2 separate regions of the Pan troglodytes genome follow, and region 1 is linked to region 2. Evidence: chromatin contacts called from public Hi-C data. All regions are on one chromosome and are shown on one strand. Each heading gives the region's core, a stretch centred on a gene start, on an enhancer-like site or on the middle of the called end of the contact. The rest is flanking DNA. Distances are from core to core; before and after follow the strand shown.

Region 1 (4,626 bases), core at 1,079-3,578, 610 kb after region 2:
AGAATGGGCCTATTTTCATGCAAATATTGGCTTGGAGAGCCCCTTTGCAATCAATTATTACTAAGGTGAAAATCCTGAACCTCTCTACTCTCTGTGCTTTCATACCTTCCCTCTGCATTTTCATCTTTCACTTGTGATCAAATGCCTAACAATCTCAGAAACATGTCCACTTAGGGGATTACTCTTGTTAAAGAGTATTTAGCTTTTAATCCCACAAGGCACAAGCAGTTTGAAATATAAGACATCATAGAAAAAGAAGTATTTAGCAGGGTTAATCTTGGAGGTGAGAGGTGAAAAGGGGCGAAATGGAATCCAAAGGAAACCCATCTCAATGAAAATATGAGTTTTAAGAGGGGCAAGCAATGGTTAATTTTTTCAGCCTATCAGTAGCTCTAGAATGGTGTACAAAAATGTTTTACTCAGCTCCCATACCTTCTTCATAGAGAATACATTGAACTTCAGCTTATTTTCTACTGGAGGCAGGCTGCTGGATTAAGTTCTGCATTCAGGAGATGTGGCATTGATGTCCTTGGTTAAGCAAACGGAGATTTCAAAATCCTTTAGGCTGGAAGAACTGGGTCCTTCATCCCTTTTTTAAATTCTTAAGTCTCATTCCTTGCTTGTTTCATTTAGGCTGCTGAATTCATTGGCAATTGTTGACAACTTGACTGTTTTGATTGTTTCCATCTTAGACATCTCCATTGTTGTTAGACTATAAAGTTGACAGCCCAAATCCTAAAATACCTGGTTGGCCCATTCAATCTATTTCTTTCCTGCTTAGTCCTCCTTTAGAAGGAATGAAGCAAGATGTTGTAATTAGAATGGTGATGAAAAAGTGTGAACACACACTGTCAATAGGGGTGTGGAAGGCACAGGTACTCTCATGCGTTTTTTAAAATAAGAGCTTTATTGAGATAGAATTCACATATCATAAATTCATCCTTTTAAAGTATAAAATTCAGTGGGGTTTAGCATATTTATAGTTGTAGGAGCATCACCACTATCTGAATTCAGAACATTTTCATCACACCGAAATGAAATCCTGCACCCGATACCACTTACTCTTTAGCTCCTTCCTTCCCCCAACCCCTGGTGACCATTAACCTATTTCTGTATGGATTTGCCTATGCTAGATATTTCATTATATAGGAATCATATATTCTGTGGTCTTTTGTGGCCTTCTTTCACTTAATATTCTCAAGGCCTCATATATTCTTGATAGAGTATAAATTGGCTCGATATTTGAAGGAAAATATGTCAATATCAATCAGAACTTAAAGTACATGTACTCAGAAATTTCATATCCAGGAATTAATCTTTCAGAAATACTTCCACAGACATAAAAATAGTTATACAAAGACATTTAGTGCATCATTGACAAAGATTGGAAAAACTCTAAATTCCGTCAGTTAGAGAGGCCTGGTTGAACAGATTGTGGTTCACCTCTGCAGTGGAGTGCTATGCATTCACGCACAGATTGAATCAGTCCTGTATGGAATGGTGTGGAATGATCTCCAGAATTTATTGATAAGTGAACATGAGGGAACAAGACAAGGTACAGAGCAGTGTGTGAAGTTCTATCTATATAAAAATATGTATATGTTATGTTTATGTGTGTATATGTATTTATGTGTGTGTGTGTGTGAGTGTGTGTGCGTGTGGAGAGAGAGAGAGAAACGGTGCAAGAAGAATATCTATCTCTGGTAGGAAGTCTAAAAATGCACTAGCAGTGGTTATCTTCAGGGAGGGAAAATGGGGGTCTGGAGACAGGGAGCGGAAGAGAGGAAGGGTATTGTTTGAAATTTACTTACCAAGTACACAGATTCTGAACATTTTAAATAGAGATGTGTATTAGGCAGCCACAAGGGCATATTAGGGTCTGGGGACCACACAGGAAATCCCACAGCCTCTTTCCTGCAGGGTTTTGTGGTCAGTCACAGTGGAGACTGACACCCCTGTAAAGACAAGCTTCAGTGAAACATAAAGATCTATAATTTGAAGCTCAAAGATTTCTGTTCTTATCTTGCCAGAGGCCTGTTTTCACCTGCACAGCATTTCTACCTGCCCATGAAAGGCAGACATATGCACTTTGATGTCAAAGACCAACTGGAAAGGTAACTTTAGAGATGCTCACCCAAATGCCCCCTGTGCACTGCCTCTCTTCAATGATCCTGACCTCATCGTACCTTTTGGGAGTGGCTCTGAGTCTGTGTTTCCACCACTGACTCCTTTGAAGAGGATCGTCAGCCTTGGGTCTGGAATGTAGCCCATTAATGTTCCCCTTGACCTTTGGTGGAAACACTGCCATTTCCTGTCCTGGTTCCTCATCTTCTCTCATGTGCCTAAACACTGACCCCAAGTGGGAGAGAAGATACAGTCAAGTTCTTCGCCTTGACACTGTTCTCTGCAAAGTCAAAGTCACTTTCAGTCTTGATTTTAACCAGAGCTTATTTCCTCCCACCAGTGTTGGGATGAAAGTCAAAGATGAAGTGAAAGACAGATTGTGTAACTTTTATTTTTAAAAGGGTGTTTAATTTTGGAAGGTATGATTAATATTTCAATACTGCTTATAATGGCTTCATTTATTTTTTTCAGCCAATAAGAAGTGAGAAATCCTGTCTGCGTAGCCAAAATCTCATATAATTCCTCCCCAGCAATACAGAAGTCTCTCTGTTGCTACCTAGAGTAAAAATGTCAATACACATCATGTATTAAAATTCACCTGTATTTTCTCAACACCTTTTCGATATCTTTCCAAATTGCTTTAGTAATCTCTGGCATCAAGAACTGGTAAGAGTATGTGGCATTTTCCTTCCTGTTTGAGTAACACCTATTAAGAGAGGTGGCAATTAAAATCAAATTGTAATTTTTAAACCTTAAGGGAAGCTATTGCAGTATTGCTAAGAACATTCAGTTACCGGTATGTTAGCTAACACCTACACCCGCTGCGATTAGTGATGAAACAAACTTCTACGGACCTTAAAAAACCAAACGTCTCCTTTAAAATAATCATCCTATGAGTAAACAGTCCTGTTCACACATGTATATGAGATGTCATCCTTTCTTTGCAGTTACAGCGCTCCGCCTTGCCAATGCTGCTGAGCACTGACTCACTCACAGGGCATTTGGAAGGTGGGCGATTTGTTCCTGCAGCATCATTGCACTCCAAATGTGCTGAGAATGGATGTAGCCTCCAATGCTGCCATGCCAGCTGCAGCTTAGATCAGAGGGATCAGCAGAGGCTATTGTCCATTCCTCAGCAATGCACTTGACCTTAAGAGCTATATAGAATGAAAGGAAACCCACTAAAGCCAAATTCATGTCCTAAGATTTATATCCTTTTTAGGGATCCCACCCCTGGAACGTAATTCAGGTCCAAATCCTCTTCTTCTCCTTTCCAACTGCCACTGCCTTAGAGTAGTGGACTTATCTCCACCTGCACATTTTAGAGTCACCTGGGGCAAGGCAGGGGGCAGACGTTAAAACATACCAGTGTCAAGGTCCCATCCCAGAGACTCTAAATTAATTAGTCTGTGTTGTGCCTGAAATGAGTACTTTTTAATATCTCCCTAGGTATTTCTAAAGTACAGCTAGGACTGGAAACCACTGGAGTCCAGCACAAGCCTTTCTCATTTCTTTCCTGGTTTATGGCAAATGCCTCCTGAATGCCCTTCATCTTTTGTGCCTGAGGCTAATCACCTTTAATGTGTTATAATGATTGAATTATTTTTGTATTAATCCATGTTTGATGTAGAAAAATGAGAAAATAAAAATGAACAGAATGAAAAAAACTACAATCAGAAAAATGATACAATATTTTGTCTTTCCTACTGGATTTTTTATGTACATAAAATAACTATTTTCAAAAATGATATCCTGCTATAATTCTCTGTAACCTTCTATTCTTTGTTAACAATATATTATGGGTAAATTTCCATGTCAGTAAGTATAGATTCATATTATTTTTAATGGCTACATAGCATCTGAGTGGGTGGCAGTGCCTTTGTACTTTTTAACCAATCCTTTGTTTCAGGGTTAGGCATCTACATTGTTTTGTGGGTTTTTGTTGTTGTTTGTGTTGTTTTTTTTTTTTTGTATTTTGTTTAGCTATTACAAACAACATTGAAATGAGCCATTTGGAAAAAAAATTTTTTTGTGAGTTGGCCAACTTCCTTAGGATATATTCCTAAAAGCAAATTTGTTAAATCAGTATATCTATTAATTTTTAAGAATTCTGACATTTGTTACAAATTGGTCTTCTAAACCACTCATATACAGGTAGTACTTAAGAGTCTGTTCTTCTAGTCCTTCACTAACGCTGGCATTACTGTATTCTTTTTAAATCTTTGTTTAATCTGGGGTAAGTAAAGAATGATAGCTACCTATTTTAATTTGTTTAGATTACTAGTGAGTTTGAACATTTTTCATCTGTTGTTTTTTGGGGGAAACTTTTGAATATCTCCTTTTGCAAATATTTTATTTTTGTTCTATAAGGCATTTTCTTTTTCTTGTTTGTATGTATGAGTCATTTCTATATCAAGGCTATTGAATATCCCCCAATTTGTCCTTTTTACTTTTCTTAAAACTTTTATCCTTTTAACTTTAGTGGTTTTGTGGTTTACTTTT
Region 2 (5,191 bases), core at 1,407-3,906:
ATGTCTATGGTCGTCCAGTTTTGATGACAGCCCTGTTTAGAAGTTTCTTCCTGTACACAATGGAGACTTGCTCAGCTTTTCTTTGTGTGAGTGGGGTGATAAGAGTTACCTTTAGGATTGGCTGAGAGATGCTGTGGGATTACACAGTTTGAATTGCTATGATCATAAATTTGCTAACTTGCAAATCATTTTCAGCTGAGATAAACATTAAAAACTGCCCAACTGCCCGAAAACTAGTCATAGATTGGCTCAAGCAAACCAGAGTACAGTTTGTAGGAGGTCATCAGTAGCACACATGATTTCCAAACTTGCAAGTTTAGTTCTTGTGACTTTCAGCAGGAAAATGTTTTCCAGTTTTTAGGACTTACATAAGCTAAGTCCTTCTTTTCTCTTGTATTGCTTATCTCCCCGAGGCAGATGAAGCGAATGTATACGGTCACTGAATGCATTTCAAGATTTTCCAGTCTACAGCTTTTTTTCCCTTTCTTCTATTGAAGCATAGAAAGTGGCAACATTAGGTAGAAAAGATACAGGAAAGTGGCACCAGCGGATGGTGACACAATGGCCAGAGGATTTCTTTCCTTTCTCAGCCCTGCCTGCTTAGCAAAGTTCTTTGCAAAGGGATCTGAACTTTGCTGTTCCCTTGGTTAAGGACATCCCGCAGTTTCTAGGTGGTAAAGATACATACCTGTCCCTAGTTCTGTCGCTTCCTGTGGCAAAATCCCCAACCAACCAGCTGAGCTATGTACATAGTCCATTTCTAGGCAAGGTCATCTAGGTGCCGTTTTAGGTAGATTTGACTCACAAAGGAAGCAGACAGAGTGGGTCTAGGAGGTGTCTAAAAGGTGCGTTGGTGGCTGCCTTGATGAGCTCCCCCACACCTTGCCACAGGCTACAGAAACATGTTTTAAAAAGACATATGTGCAATAGTTACACATTTCCGCCTCCCATCTTTTCAGCACCTATCTCTGGAGTCTACAGAGTTTCCATCTGTCTGGTCTTTGCTTCAGAACCTGGGTGCTGCTTGCCAGCCCTCTCCTAACCTCGCAGCCCCCCTGGCTCTCCATACGTGGTTCTTGACATGAATTGATCCGGGCTGTCTCTGTGAATCAGCCTCAAGCCGAGACTCTGCATTAAAAAAAAATATATATATTGAAAGGTTCGTGGTGAGGCTGCCTGCCGAGTTAATGCTAACAAAGGACTTCAGAGGGCACTGTCTTTCTTTGTTTGCAAGGAGCGAAATTTCTCGGCGCAAATACCAGGAAGGAACAAGGATAAAGGAAAATGAAATTAGAATGAAGAACTGACAGTCTTGGTTTCAGCAGTCTGGACTCTGGAAGCGCCATGTGGGGCCTCCTTAGCCAGTTTAAACGGCTCCTGCGCCTAGTGTTTTAAAGCAATCTGGGAGGCGAAGTGCGGGCGCTTGGGGACGCGGGGACCCGGGGACGGAATAAACTCTGTCGTGGGTCCCTCACTCTCGAGCTGCAGAGCTGGGACATTGTTGCTAAGTGACTACGAGCCAGGCAATTCACATCTCCCTGGGCCTCGGTTCCCCACCTGTAAAACAAGGGGGCTGGACCGGTCATCTATCCCGTTCATTTATAGACTTAGCTCCAAATACCGAATAAAAGACAGATATTTTAACTCCCAGCGGAAAGACAAGCCTCTAGTTGCAAAGATAAATGGGATTCGTAAAAGTGATCACCACGCGAGATTATTTTTCGAATCGCCTTCCTTTCTCCTGACACGCGGGACTATTAAACGTGTGTGTGTGCTGGGCCATTTCTTTACTGAACTCCAAACTAACACCACCGAGCGATAAAAAACAGGAGAGGGTGATGGAGGCTTAATCGCTAGGAGAGGAGGCGGCGTGGCTGCTGCTTTGAGGAGTTCACTTTGAATCAAGCGGCCGCGGCGATTGGCTGAAAAGCACGTGGTGCGCGCCCCGCAGGACTGCGCCCCGGCTGCCCCTGCAGTCGCCTGGCTTAGGGCAGAGTCCAGCCAGGGGTGCCGCACCCACTGGGGAGTGGGGAGGGAGGACACATAGGAAATGCCTGGGGCTGGAGTCTCTTTGGCTCTCTGCCAGCAAGAAACTTAAACGTCCTGGCTTGCCCAACCCGAGTGTCCCTAAACTGTCCAGACTTTTGCCCGTCCATTGCCACTATCTCTCCCCACTCTGGGTGTCCTACCCAAGGCGCTGTCTATGCGTGCCCAGGGCCTGTCCTGCGGATACCCAGCTCGCCCCTTGCAGCCCTTTTTAGAGCATCTCGCGGGCTCTGGCATCACCAAGCGCACAGCCCCGGGCTGCGCTCCCCTAAGGTGGGTCCCTCAGATCCGGGGCTGTCCATTAACCAGGCTGGCCCAAAGAGGCGCAGACACTCGAACCCGGGAAAACTTATTTTATTCTCGGTTCCCGGGGTTGCAGCTGCCAGCGGCTGAGACAGTGCGTCCGCTTTGTCTCTCTGCACTCCCCGCAGCCCCCCTCTCCCGCTTCCTCTCCCGATTAACTCCCCCGACACGCTCTTCTCTAGCTCCTCTCCTCCTCCCACTCCTTCTCCTCCTCTTCCTCCTCCTACACCACGGGCCGCGCTAATGCGCTTCCTCCCTCCCCCGGTGTCGGTCTCTTTGCATACGCGCCCCCTCCCCTCCCCGCCGCGCCACTTATAGCGGGGCGCAAGGCGGCGGGGCGCAGACTGCTCTGGCAGCCGGAGAGGAGGCGGTGCGGCGGTGGCGCTGCGGAGACCCGGTCCAGACGCCTGGCGGCCGCCGGCGCACAAGGCGCTTTCTAGCTCCCTCCCCCGAGCGCACAGCCCGCCTCCTTCCGCGGCGCCTGCAGTGGCAGGCTTGCTCTGCCCTACCGTGACGCGCTCCGGGAGACGCTCTGCGGGTCCTGGACACCGGGTCCGCGGCGTGGGGACGAGAGACGGAGGCGAACGCCAGCGGTAGCCGGTCCGCGAGCCATCGTTCGGGGCGCAGTCCTCTCCCCGGCTGGCCCTCCTTTCTCCGGGGCATTCGCCACCGCTTCCCTGGGCTGAGACGACCGGTTCGTCGCCTCCTTGCCCGTGACCGTCGCTAGAACTCAGTTGTGCGTTGCGGCCAGTCGCCACTGCTGTAAGTTTCCCCCACTGCCCCGGACCTGTTGCAGGCGCTGCGGGCTTCAGGGGCTGCTTCGGCTGCAGGGGTGTGTTCGCGAGGGGTGAGCGTGCTCCGGGCACTCGGGAGCTTCGACTAGAGGGCAAGGGGAGCTCTTCTCGGTGCGGAGATCACGGTGCCCGCCGCTGCCCTCCCACAGCAGGCAGAAGCCGGGCATCGCCGGAGAGGTCGACCGGCCTCCCCTCCGCGGTGCGATGTCCGGGGCGAGCCGCTGGGGAAGCGAGGAGCCGAGCTAAGGATACAGTCAGCCTCTCTCCTCTGCGGAAAGCAGCGCTTTCCTGGGGGTGAATGTCGCGCTGCGTCGCTCCCCGCAGCCTCCAGGGCCGAGCGCGCGGGATCGTTGGCCCACGTTGCATCCTCCCCGGCTTGGAGGAAAGTTGGGGCCATGCACAGACACCTGAGTGCGGGCATGTTCACTGCGGCGGAAATGTCTATAGAGAATGAATGAAAACTGCTTTCTGAAAAACTAGTTTCTTGATCTGTCGTGTTAACATTATTAGTTACAAAGGATAGGAATTGGTGGGCGGGGAGATGAAACACTGAATTTATTCACATGCGGTTTGGTTTCACACAGGCATGGCCAGCTTGTTAAATAGCGTTGCAAGTGTTAATAAAAAGACTCTGGCAAGAAGCTACTTTTGTTAAGATCTTTATAATGTTCTATTGTTACCGGTAATGTAAATGCCCAGAAAAAAGTCTGCCTAGTTTCTCTTTTGATTGGATTGAGATCAGGTTCAAAACCTGGAGAAGGGTGCGGGACGCTAAGCATTGGAGGCAGAGAGCCTGAATTAGGAGCATGAAGTGAACTGAAGTTACTGTAACTGAAGCCCTTTTGATGTTCACAGTAGTAGCAGCCCTTTCTCTGTCTTCTTTGCAGACGTAGGTTAAGTACATGTGTGCATTTTCTTGGCCACTTACTTGGTATGCAAATGTGATTTCTCTGGGGGCTTAAAAATGCTCGAAAGATGATTCATTTTATGTTGAAGGTGTGTTCAGTGACTTGTATACATGGTTTTTGCTGATATTTTGAGGTTTGCACAGTTTTAAACCAGAAAGCAAGTATTTCCTCTTGGGTTTCCAAGTTTACTTTTTATTTTAATCAAACATTGTTGCAAGAATGTTGATTGTGATTTTGACTGTGACGTGCTTTTCCATCTGGATGGTATCCAAGATGACAGGCTAGGCTCTTCCTTCTGGCTTATTGGGCCAACCTGGAACATACAGGAGCATAAACACAGGATGCAGAGAGATGTAGATCCTATATCCTAAGGTCTTCTAAACAAATTGTTTTCTTAGGTGTAAGTCTGGTTGTGAATGTTGTTTTGCACCATCCTGAATTTAATGTTCAAGGAAATGTGTTCTGGGCCTAGCATGATTCCAGCTCAATGTGTAAGCATTTTGGTGCCTGTGCACCTAGTTTCAGGGAGCCTCATTCTTCCTTCACTCAGGGCAGCATTTGCTCTGAGAGAGGCGGCAGCTTCACAAGAGTAAGTAGACAGTCTATTGAGGTTTAGGTTTAAAGTCTTCCTCCAAATACTCCAGATTGAATGTACTAATTAAAATAACAACTACAGTGGTGGAGCATTGAGAATGCTAATGAATGTTTTAACCCTTTGGAAACCTGATGCATTCCCATAGGTTCATATGGTCATTCTCCAAAACACTGGGCATTGGTTAGAATGGAGTAGACAGTAGATGCTTAGCTTGAGGTGGGAGTGAGGCTGGCTCCTCACCATTTTTTATATCTCAAGTCACTGTGGAAATTGCTGGGTGCTTTGTAAAGTCTTCCTAACACTGGAGCTCTAGGACTTTGTTGCTTCCTTTCTTCCACTGAGCCATGTTTACTCATCATAAAAAATTACATTCCAAAAAGGAAAGAAAACTAGTTGCATCACCTAATGGTATGAGATATATGTGTCATGCCCCTGCCTTTGTGGTTTTCTGTGCAGTCTTACAGTGGGGCTCACATCTGGTTGGGGAGGTGCAGATTAGTATTTTAGCCCATGAATCTGTGGCAAATCATTCATTTGCATTTATT

What was found. A called contact is a pair of places that touch in the nucleus more often than the background predicts.
Region 1: a Hi-C map of stem cell-derived neural progenitor cells shows a contact between it and region 2, with 6 times the contacts expected there. The contact joins the enhancer-like site here to the promoter of ENC1 in region 2. A contact is called at or near these places in 4 of 7 Hi-C or Micro-C datasets (blood, induced pluripotent stem cells and stem cell-derived neural progenitor cells) and 1 of 1 datasets of contacts at active chromatin or transcription factors (stem cell-derived excitatory neurons).

The regions. Positions count from the first base shown.
Region 1 is chr4:42,018,388-42,023,013 of NHGRI_mPanTro3-v2.0_pri, forward strand. No RefSeq gene overlaps it. Among named protein-coding and RNA genes, the nearest start is that of ARHGEF28, 410 kb to the right of the region's middle. Within about 2 kb of position 2,329, at least 3 of the 24 cell types and tissues checked have an H3K27ac peak or open chromatin away from gene starts, as enhancers often do. A contact at or near this core is called in stem cell-derived neural progenitor cells, where this site is marked.
Region 2 is chr4:41,410,530-41,415,720 of NHGRI_mPanTro3-v2.0_pri, forward strand. It overlaps ENC1 (ectodermal-neural cortex 1), which reads left to right and starts at 2,657. Exons shown (of 3, transcript XM_003310676.6): 1 at 2,657-3,111.